Linked DNA regions of Mus musculus: regions 2 and 3 are each linked to region 1. The links are chromatin contacts, called in public HiChIP or PLAC-seq and promoter capture Hi-C maps. All regions are on one chromosome and are shown on one strand. The core of a region is the stretch at or near the end of the contact, and the rest is flanking DNA. Distances in the headings are between cores, read along the strand shown.

The links. Promoter capture Hi-C pulls out the DNA fragments that hold promoters and counts their contacts. HiChIP or PLAC-seq counts read pairs in DNA pulled down with a chosen protein or histone mark.
Region 2: an H3K27ac HiChIP or PLAC-seq map of acute myeloid leukemia shows a contact between it and region 1, with 6 times the contacts expected there. The contact joins the enhancer-like site here to the promoter of Clec2l in region 1. A contact is called at or near these places in 20 of 39 promoter capture datasets (the 3T3-L1 cell line, 3T3-L1-derived adipocytes, the C10 cell line and 12 more), 3 of 15 datasets of contacts at CTCF or cohesin (the G1E-ER4 cell line, embryonic stem cells and large pre-B cells), 13 of 484 Hi-C or Micro-C datasets (the Ba/F3 cell line, bone marrow-derived macrophages, embryonic stem cells and 1 more), 4 of 115 datasets of contacts at active chromatin or transcription factors (acute myeloid leukemia, embryonic stem cells and stem cell-derived neural progenitor cells) and 3 of 9 other capture datasets (adipose tissue, liver and pancreatic islet).
Region 3: a promoter capture Hi-C map of hematopoietic stem and progenitor cells shows a contact between it and region 1, with 4 times the contacts expected there. The contact joins the enhancer-like site here to the promoter of Clec2l in region 1. A contact is called at or near these places in 9 of 39 promoter capture datasets (cranial neural crest, embryonic stem cells, hematopoietic stem and progenitor cells and 4 more), 1 of 15 datasets of contacts at CTCF or cohesin (embryonic stem cells), 2 of 115 datasets of contacts at active chromatin or transcription factors (acute myeloid leukemia and stem cell-derived neural progenitor cells) and 3 of 9 other capture datasets (adipose tissue, embryonic stem cells and liver).

Annotation. Positions count from the first base shown.
Region 1 is chr6:38,661,602-38,664,728 of GRCm38.p6, forward strand. Clec2l (C-type lectin domain family 2, member L) reads left to right here and starts at 1,468. Exons shown (of 5, transcript NM_001101507.1): 1 at 1,468-1,815. The coding sequence starts at 1,635. RefSeq lists an enhancer at 2,400-3,127.
Region 2 is chr6:39,016,748-39,019,874 of GRCm38.p6, forward strand. It overlaps Tbxas1 (thromboxane A synthase 1, platelet), which reads left to right. Exons shown (of 13, transcript NM_011539.3): 6 at 1,145-1,233. Among named protein-coding and RNA genes, the nearest start is that of Gm23010, 4.6 kb to the left of the region's middle. Within about 2 kb of position 1,419, at least 11 of the 459 cell types and tissues checked have an H3K27ac peak or open chromatin away from gene starts, as enhancers often do. A contact at or near this core is called in acute myeloid leukemia, where this site is marked.
Region 3 is chr6:38,972,565-38,975,691 of GRCm38.p6, forward strand. The region is part of intron 3 of Tbxas1 (thromboxane A synthase 1, platelet); the gene reads left to right. Among named protein-coding and RNA genes, the nearest start is that of Gm52859, 8.2 kb to the left of the region's middle. Within about 2 kb of position 1,482, at least 80 of the 459 cell types and tissues checked have an H3K27ac peak or open chromatin away from gene starts, as enhancers often do. A contact at or near this core is called in acute myeloid leukemia, adipose tissue, hematopoietic stem and progenitor cells and 1 more, where this site is marked.

The DNA of each region.
Region 1 (3,127 bases), core at 218-2,717:
GCTGAGAGCTCACATCACATCCACAAGCAAACACACACACACACACACACACACACACACACACACACATGGGGTGTGGGAGCACGCACTGAGAATTACCCACACTGGAGGCTGAGACTATGGTAGATTCCTAGAGGTCAGAGAAGAGGTTAGGAAAGGTCACAGAGGGCATCTGACCTACAAGATGCCTCACATCTCCATGACAACCACAAATCTGCCACGGCTGCTTCAGGAACTCCCTTGGCCCTTTTGATTGGTTATTTCTTGAGACAGGACCTCGCTATACATTTCAGTTTGGCCTCAGTCTATGTAGCCCACCCAGGCAGACCTCGAACTCTCAATTCTTCTGCTTTGTGTCCCAAGCAGTTGGATGACTGGCTTGGGCTCCCAGGCCCATCTGTGCCCTAGGCTTCCTGAAGTCCATTCTCAGCTGGCTGGGACATGTGACAAGTTCCTGCAGCTTAGCTAGGCTGTGATGACACATGAGTGTCATCCGGCACTTGGGAGGAAGAGGCAGGGGGACAGTTGCTGGAGGCTAGCCTGGTCTACTGCGAGCCCCAGGCCAGCCAGAGTTATAAGTGAGATTCAGTCTCAAAACTCTCAGAAGAGAGGCAGAGGGAATGACTCCGTAGGCAAAGTGCTTGTGGCACAGGCCTAAGGACTAAGTTCAGATCCCCAGTGCTCAAGTAAAAAGTTGCATTGGTGTTGAGCAGCTAACCCAGCAGTGGGAAGTGGGAGGTGGGGTGGGGAGACAGACCTATCCGTAAAGCAGGTTGACCAGCTCACTTTAGTTGAATTGGTGGGCCCCAAGTTGAATGAGGGAACCTGGCTCAAGAAAAAAAAAAAAAAAGATGGTATCAAGTGTGGAGGTGTATGACTTTAATCTCAGCACTTGAGGGGAAGAGGCAGGCTAGAGTCAGAGGCCATCCAGGTCTATATAGCAAGTTCTAGGGCTGCATAGTGATATCCTATATTTAAAAATAAAAAGAAAAGTGGAGAGTGAATATACCCAATGAAGACCTCCGGCTTCTATGTGCAAACGTTAACAGTCACACAGAGACAAAATGTGGAGAAAAGTCCCTGAACCGCAATAGATGGTCAGTATGGCTCTCTGGTTGCAGTGCTGCTTGGCCCTGTCCCCTTGGACCATGGCAGCGCTGAGTCGGGGATGCGGTGGGGGTGGGGGTGACAAGTCCCAGCCCCCATCCTTGTTCTCTGCCTCCAAGGCACCCCAGGAGCAGCCTTCCCAGGTCCTTGTCTTGGGAAACTCCCCCCACTTTAGAAGATGCCCAGCAGCTGACTCTGGAGGAGGAGCACCTTGGCTCACAGCTGCGAGGGAGCCGGTGGCGGGGCCAGTGGCCTGGGCTGTCTTTCCTCCCCGCAACCCCGCCCCGCGGTCGCGGCTCCCTCGCAGCCCGGGCTCCTCCCCCGCGCGGGGCTCGGCGCGCAGGCTGCGGCGCGCACGGCGGGGACCTGAGCGTCTCCGGCGCGGGAGCCGGGCTCAGCCCCGGCTTGCGGACGTCGCGGTCCCGGAGTACCGAGCCGGCCTGGGCGGCCCGCGGGGCGCGCGCAGCGCGGAGTGCGCGTGGGGCCGGGCTCTGCTGCCCGGTGCAGGAGCGCGCGCGCGTCGCGGCATGGAGCCGGCCCGGGAGCCCCCCGCGCGCGCCCGCCCGCCGCCCCCCGCAGCTCGTCCCGCGCCCGCTGCGCCCAGGCCGCGCTCTCCAGCGGAGGCAGAGGCCCGTGGCCCAGAGGGGCTGCTGAGGCGATCCGGGTCAGGCTACGAGGGCAGCACCAGCTGGAAGGCGGCCTTGGAGGGTAAGCGCTCAGCCTTCCATCCCCGGTCCCTGAGTCAAGACCCAGGAAATGGCCAGTCACCTTGACAGCTCGCAGAGGAATGGATCAGGGGGATTCGTTAGTATCAGGGGAGGCAGATGTCACTATGGGAGGGGAAAGGGGTCCCTGGGGACCACCTCAGGTCATTGTTTTGACAAATCTTTGCTGCCAAATCCCTCTTTGACCTTGGAGCAAGCTTTATGCTCCAAACCTTAGTTGGGTCCGAAAGTGAAGCACCTTCGTGGCAGCCTGAATCTCTAGTAGAGAAAACATTTAGTGCCTCATAAAAGCAAAAGCTTTGATTCCCTGCACCTTGGGGGCGCCCTGCTAGTGATGGGGTTGATGGAGAGGAAACCCCAGAGGACTTTCCTAACCATTCTGGGATGCCACCAATTCCTTCTTGTTATACTGGCTCAGGGAGTGACCTCAGGCTATCTAGAAGACACTGAGCGAAGAGACTTCATTCAGTTCACAAACTGTTTTAGGAAACTTGGGTTGGCGTCCAGTGAGTGGTGAGTGTTGCTCGGGAGATGCAGGAGTTGGACACAGGGAGGGTCAGCTTCCAGGTACTTCTCACGCTTCTACCTAGTAGGAACTGGATAGCGTTAACTAGGGGCTGAGTCAGAGGAGGGCATCTCAGAGTAGGACATCTTTTGGGGGTGTGGAACAGACAGGAGAGGGTGCACTAGGTCAAGGAATGACGACAGGAGGTGGCTGGAATTAGCCAGTTCCTTGTGGATAACTGAACCCTAGGGTGCTGGGTGCTGATGAGGGCATGAGAAAAGAGGGATGGAGGGGGAGAGAGAATATGAGCAAGAGATCTGAGAGACCACCCAGGCCAGGCTACAGAAGTTTGTTGTTGTTTTGTTTGTTTGAAGGTGCTGCCGAGGGGTTAAGTCAGCAGATCTCCATGGGGAGGACCTGCTGTGGAAGGCTGCGTAGTGAGGAAGGTGGGTGGTGGCCTGGAAGGGACAAGGCCACCTGTGCCCAGATAGGCGATGGGGCAGCAGAGCATGAAGAACCTTTGGCTGAAGTCTGTGTGCCAGGGCCAGGCACTGCCTGTGGAGGGCTGTGCAGACTCTAAGGAAGTCTAATAGTGGGTAGGAACCATGGAGGTGAGGACACAGTTTCCCCGGATGCAAGGTATTACAAAGGACCACCAGAAGCTTGGGTGGGCTTAAAGGCCAATCAGCCCTTCTGGGATGCATGTTTCTGGTTAGTGGTTGGGTTTTCCCAGGGACCTAAGCTTGCCTCCTACCAATGGTATTTCTTATGTCATTCCCTCCCTAGTCTG
Region 2 (3,127 bases), core at 169-2,668, 360 kb after region 1:
GCTTCAGCACCCACATGGTGGCTCACAACCACCTGTAACTACAGTTTCCAGGGGACCCGCTACGCTCTGACATCTACAGGACTAGGCTGGCACGTGGAACATACACATGAAGGCAAAACACTCATGTGCATAAAATCAAATAAATCTGAAAAAAAAATTTAATTTAAATACAGTTTTAAAGTTTCTTTCTAATAATAGTAATAATAATGAAAACCAAACATCAGGCACCATTTCAAAGTATTAGTCCCATAAATGCTCAGAAGAACCTACAGCAGTATTCTGCCTCAGATATGACACTGTTCTAGGATGTGTACTCAGTTGAAAGATCCCCCTTGACAGTTCCAGCCTGGCCCTTCAAATATATAGGAGAGAATGAAAGCCCTTAAAGAGTGCTACCCACCCAAGAGAACGTCTTGGACGTCAAAGGGACGGGCAGCCAAGCCTGCTGTCTAAATGTGCTGGAACCACGGAGGTGTGCACAGCGCTGCTCTCTAGATCTTTCTCTGGGCATTAGAAATTTTCCACAATAAAATATCTTCTTAATGTTAAGAATTCAACAATTCCTCGTGCAGGTCAAGAGTTACCCTGTCTTGGAAGGCGTAAGCAGCTGAAACACAGATGAAAACCCCTCTCTCAGAAATACCATTAAGATAACTTCTGCCTTAATTAAGAAGTTGGAACAGATGACCCTCAGTGCCTCCGGATACTCGAGTCTATGTTCTGGTGGGAGATCTGAAAACTTAATTGGAACAGGCATGCACGGACTTGGGCTAGTTCCAGGGCCAGGACATATAGAGTGTGGTCTACTTGCTTGCTAATGCTCACCACACGCCAGGAAGCCAAGCACCGATTTGAAGTTTTGTCTAAACACTTAGTGATAGCTTTCATAATTATTTCACCAGATCTACGTTTGGTCCTTTCTCCTTTGGTGCATCTACCCCAGAAAGCTCACTTGAGCTTAAGATAGGCATTTATGGACACTGTATTTTACAAATATTATGAATACTTTCTTAATCTTCGCCTCGTGAAAAGCACCTTTGAAATACAGTCTGTTTCCCTAGAAAGCACTGTGGATAACCTTGTCCATCATTGGCAGCCAATTTAGGCACGATGCCCTAATTATACCTCTGCTATCTATTATCAGATGACACCTCTCATCAGCCAAGCCTGTGAACTTCTCGTGGCTCACTTAAAACGCTATGCAGCATCCAGGGACGCATTCAACATCCAGAGGTAAGGCTGCTCCATTACAAGTGAGAAGTCACAATTCTGAGTGGATGATCCTTGCGACAGCACATAATGGCTGGACAATTACCTCGGGAGTTGCAAACCGGAAGCACCAGTCGGTCATAACGGTGTGGGTAGACTGACTAATGAGAAGAAACCCCACCTAAACCACGAAGCAAAGTAACTTGAGCCAGGGATGCCAGCCTAGTGAGGAAAATTCAAATGTGCGGTGGTTAGTGCCTGAGTAGACTTAGCCTCTGGTCTCCAAGGACATGATGGGCAAGATCTGCCAGGGCAGAAGGGACAGGGACTTTCAAGAAAGTACCTAAACTTTCACAAGAAAAATACCGAGGCCAGGCGTGGAGGTACACAGCTTTCATCCCAGCACTTGGGAGGCAGGGGCAGGTAGATCTCTGAGAGTTTGAAGGTCACTGGTCTACATAGGAAGTTCTAGACCAGAGCTGCACAATGAGGCCCTGCCTAAAAACAAAAAACAAAACAAAACAAAAACCCAAACAAACAAACAAACAAGTGAGCCATGAGGCTGAGGCTGAGCTTGGTTAGTAAAATGTGTGCTTGGCTTGAGCAAAGCCTTGGGATTGATCGATCACCAGCATCAGTACCACATGAAGCCAGGCATGGTAGTACACATCTATAGATCCATACTCTGGATATTGTTCACGTGGGGAATACAAGGCCTGCCTGGAACACCTGAGACTCTGTCTCAAAAAAGTTAAAAATTAAAAAAGATAATGTAAATAAGGTATATTATCTGACCCACTACAGAAACTAAGGCCAGAAGAACACAAGTTCAAGGCCTGCCTGGGCTACAGTGAGTTTAAGGCCATTCTGGGTGCTTTAGTGAAATTGTTTCTCAGAATAAAAAGTTAAGGGGCTGGAGAGATGGCTCAGCAGCTAAAAGTACTTTTTTGCTCTTCTAGAAGACCCGGGTTCAAGTCCCATCATCCATGTCAGGTGGCTCACATCTGTCTGTAACTTTGGTTTCAGGGTATCCGGCGCCCTCTTCTGGCCGCTGTGGGCACTGCAGGCATGTGGTGGTATATATATATATATATAAATATACTCAGGCAAGCACTTATACACATAAATAAACGACTAAATCTCTAAAAGTGAAAATGGTGATTGGCTGGGGAATATAGTTCGAAAGGATAAAGTGCTTCAGCATATACGAGACCCTAGATTCAAATCTCAGTTCAGCTTAATATATTAATAAATAAATAAGTAGTGATCGTTTGTGCCTAGCAGCCACAGCTCAGTGGTGGGCAGGAGAGTGGTGTTAGGTGTATATAGCTGGCAATTTAAGCAACTGACTGACTTTTCTCCTAGCAACCTTTAGATGCTCTAAGCTAAATCATGGCTGGCAGCAGACTGGGAACAGAATGACTGCAGATCAGCCACAGCTGACTCAGAATCATCACTGCCAACAGAACTAGAGGCTAGTCAATGGCAGCGTTTATGTTGTTCCCAGCTGTCAACAAACCTTCTCGCCCACACTCTCCCAGAGTGTAAGATAAGGTGGCCCCCTCTGCTATTAAAGCAAAGCAAATAACTCTTCGGTCCTGGAACCCTCAAGCACTAGGGTCTGCTGGGATCGCACTCAGGAGCCATGCACACTTTTTGCATCAATGGGGAATCGGTGACCAATCATAGCAATGTTTTCAATATAAGTCGTCAACATTTCAGAGTCATCAAGTGATTTATTCTCTAGTGATAAGCTGGTGGCTGTGGGGCCCATGCAGAAGAACTAACTGTATCAATGACAAGCACAGATGTTACAGTTGTGAAAGAGTATCAATAGCCCAGGTATTAGACTCCTTAGAAAAAATCCTTAAGACGTCAATGCCTGTAAGAAAACAAAAAGAAGGATTGTAAGGACCGG
Region 3 (3,127 bases), core at 232-2,731, 310 kb after region 1:
TCAGTGGATGCTGGCTTTCAGGTGTCAATGCTTCCTATAGCTGAAGGAATAGCACTAGCTGTCTCTGCAGTAGATGGCAGACCATTCCCTGAGGAGACCTCTGGGAAACCCATCTCAGGATCTCCACAGCATGGAAACTGGTTGAGATGATATTTTGGCAGAAGCCTTGGCTTGAGGTCAAAGGTGGTTTGAGGATTCTATGCATCCAACTCCCCACAGTGACACTTTGTCCCTCTCGATCTAAGACTGTATGCTAGCCCCAGAGAGGAGTTACACAAGCTAGGAAGACAGTCAGGGGGTCAGTAGAAAGGGTGTCCCTTTAACTGACAACTATGTTGTTAGAACATGAGTCTTATTGTTGGACCTAGCAACTCAGAGAACAAGAGTGGTAAGTAATTCTTTTGGCTCACCAGATGCTGTAAAGGAATCCATGAACTTTGGTAGGAAAACAGAAGGGCTCTGGTTAAAGGCCAAGGAACTGGCACTTGTTTCAAATAATGGAAACCCATCAGAGCTTACAGAGAGTGCAGTGACATACTCACCTTCTGTCCCCTGAAGGTAGGTTTGGCCTTCGTGGGAATTGGCCTTGTAGAAACAGATGCCCACCCCCACCCAACCACCCACCACCCTGCTGAGAGCCACTGCAAGTAAAAGCAGCAAAGCTCAAATACAGTTGGCATGAGGGTTAGAAAGTGATTCCAGTACCTTCCACTTGTAATATGGAAATTATAGCTTCTCTCTAGCACTGAGGGGCTGCCATACCAAGAGGAGCAGCTAGCCCAGGGGCCATTAACCCAGGGGAAGCTGCTAACCCAGGGTAGCTGTGAGTCCAGGAGTCGCTGCTTAAGCCAAATGTCCAAGAGCAGCTAACTCTCATTAACTTTCTCTGGACTTCTTGGAATTTGTGAGTCGCATTCATTGCCAGAGCACACGGCCACCTTTTCCCGTGGGGCTTCCTGATATTTCTGTATCTGGCCAAGGTGAGGTGGAGGCCCTGACAGCGACTGCCGTGTAGCATCTTTTACTGCTAGGAAGTAAGGCGGCTGTTGCCAAGGCATGGATTTGTTAGATACCTGGTGTCTAGTGGTGCATGGCAGGTCCTGTCAATCATGCACATGTTCAGATCCCTTCTGCTGATGTGGGGGTGTCAGGCCTTTATCGGGAACCTGCTCATCCCCTCATGGGCACCCATAAGTTCATTTCTCATAGTCAGGGGCCATCACCGTTCACTGTCCACACTAATAGCAGCTTCATTGCTGACCAACTTCCTGCTGACCTTCACCATGACCTCAAAGTAGACATGATTTGTTCAAGGTAGCAGAGCTATTAATTACAAACAAGGCCTGGATCTGAGTCCCCAAGGCTCCAGTGCCCAAAGACACAGCACTGTCACCTCAGCCCTGACCCCTGACAGCCTCAGTAGGCCAACCCAGCAACACCCCACTTCCTACTTCTTCCAAAAAGTCACGAACACACTTCAAAATCCTGAGACATTAAAGAAACAACGACTGAGAAAAGGGGAAGTGGCCACAATTCTCTGCTTCAGATACACACCCAGTATATTTTTCTCCAGACTTGCAAGAATTTGTCAGCTGGGTGCCTGGCAGAGTATGTGCTCAATAAACACTTCTTGAATGTACTAATTAATGCTGGAGTTGACTGTTATTTATTAACAGGCCCACAGTGCTATTTTTACAAGGCACACTTCCATCTAGTTGTGGAGCCTGGGCCTTTCCATATGACTTTGAGTGACATGTCCCCACTGCTATCCCGTGAACAGCCCCATAGTTTGGTCACCTCTACCAGAGGTAGGCCTTCTGGAACAAGGCCAGGCAGCCCCCAGGCTAATGCTAACAGTCTTGCTTGTCATGATTCCCAGAAAGAAGGCACCAGTGCTATTTTGGTTAGACTGGTCAGTGGTGGTTTTGTGTGTGTGTGTGTGTTTTAAGAGAAAAATAAAAGAAAACCACCAATTAAGCAAGTCAAATAAGTGTTATTTTTAACTGCACAATACTTCATTGGTTCGCCTACATTTTCTCTTCAACCAGGTGCTTTGGGGTTGAATAAGCACATTATTATGTGCATAAATAAATATAAATGAATAATTGGTTATGAATTTCTTGCCCCTATAGTAGTCAACGTGCAACTTGGATTAGCGGGGAGTGAGCCCTCACCTCCTTCATTAGGCTGGAAAGGAGTTTCTGGTCCATTAAGCAAGAATCTGTTCTCCAACTGCACCTTTAAAAGACACAGTTAGCTGAGGGGGGGGAACGATACAGACAATATGGCTGGAATCTGCCTGGCCCCTTTGCACACCTGCTTGCTCTGGATTTCACAGACCAGGCTAGTCTGGGGAGAAAGGGAAGGTTGGCCATCTTGGAGAGACGGACACCTCTGAGGCAGGGTCAGACGGTCCTTGTCTTGGGCAAGTCTTAGTTTCCTGTTCTAGAAGTGAGTAGGATGGCTTCCTCTTCCATTTTCTTCAAAACTTAATGTGGTGGTGGAACTAGTGTAGGAGGCTCAGAGCCAGGCAGGAAGCAAGCACCAGTGCTAATGACTGTGACCACAAAGGTTCTGAGGAAGACCCACAACCTAGCCACACATCACTGACCAGTTTCATGGTTTGGGACGTTTCTTTGCACCCTATTGGCTTCACTTTCAAGAATCGTATTTCCTTCTAAATTAATAGGATTGATAGGATTAAATCAATAGGGAATTATAATAATCACCTAGATTTTACTCCCAGGTTTCAGCTGCAACATAGTCTGAAGAGTTTGTGTCTAAAACTGTCCCCCACAACAGGTGACAGGTGAGCATGGCTCCCACCTGCTGAGCACACCACCTCAGGGAGCAGGAAACAGGGGGCAGGAAAATACATACCATTCATTCTGTTTCCTTTTGCTATCACCAAACACTTCAGACTGAATGAGTTATAAAGAAGAAAGGTTTCTCCAACTCACAATACTGGAGGCAGAGAGGCTCTGACCAGATGCACATGGACATTCCACGCAGAGTCCTAAGATGATACAAAACACCACATGGTGAAAAGAGTTCACCCTGGAGATGGTGTACCAAAGTGGCCTTTATAACGGATCTGCTCTCAGTGTCACCCATTAACCCATCTATT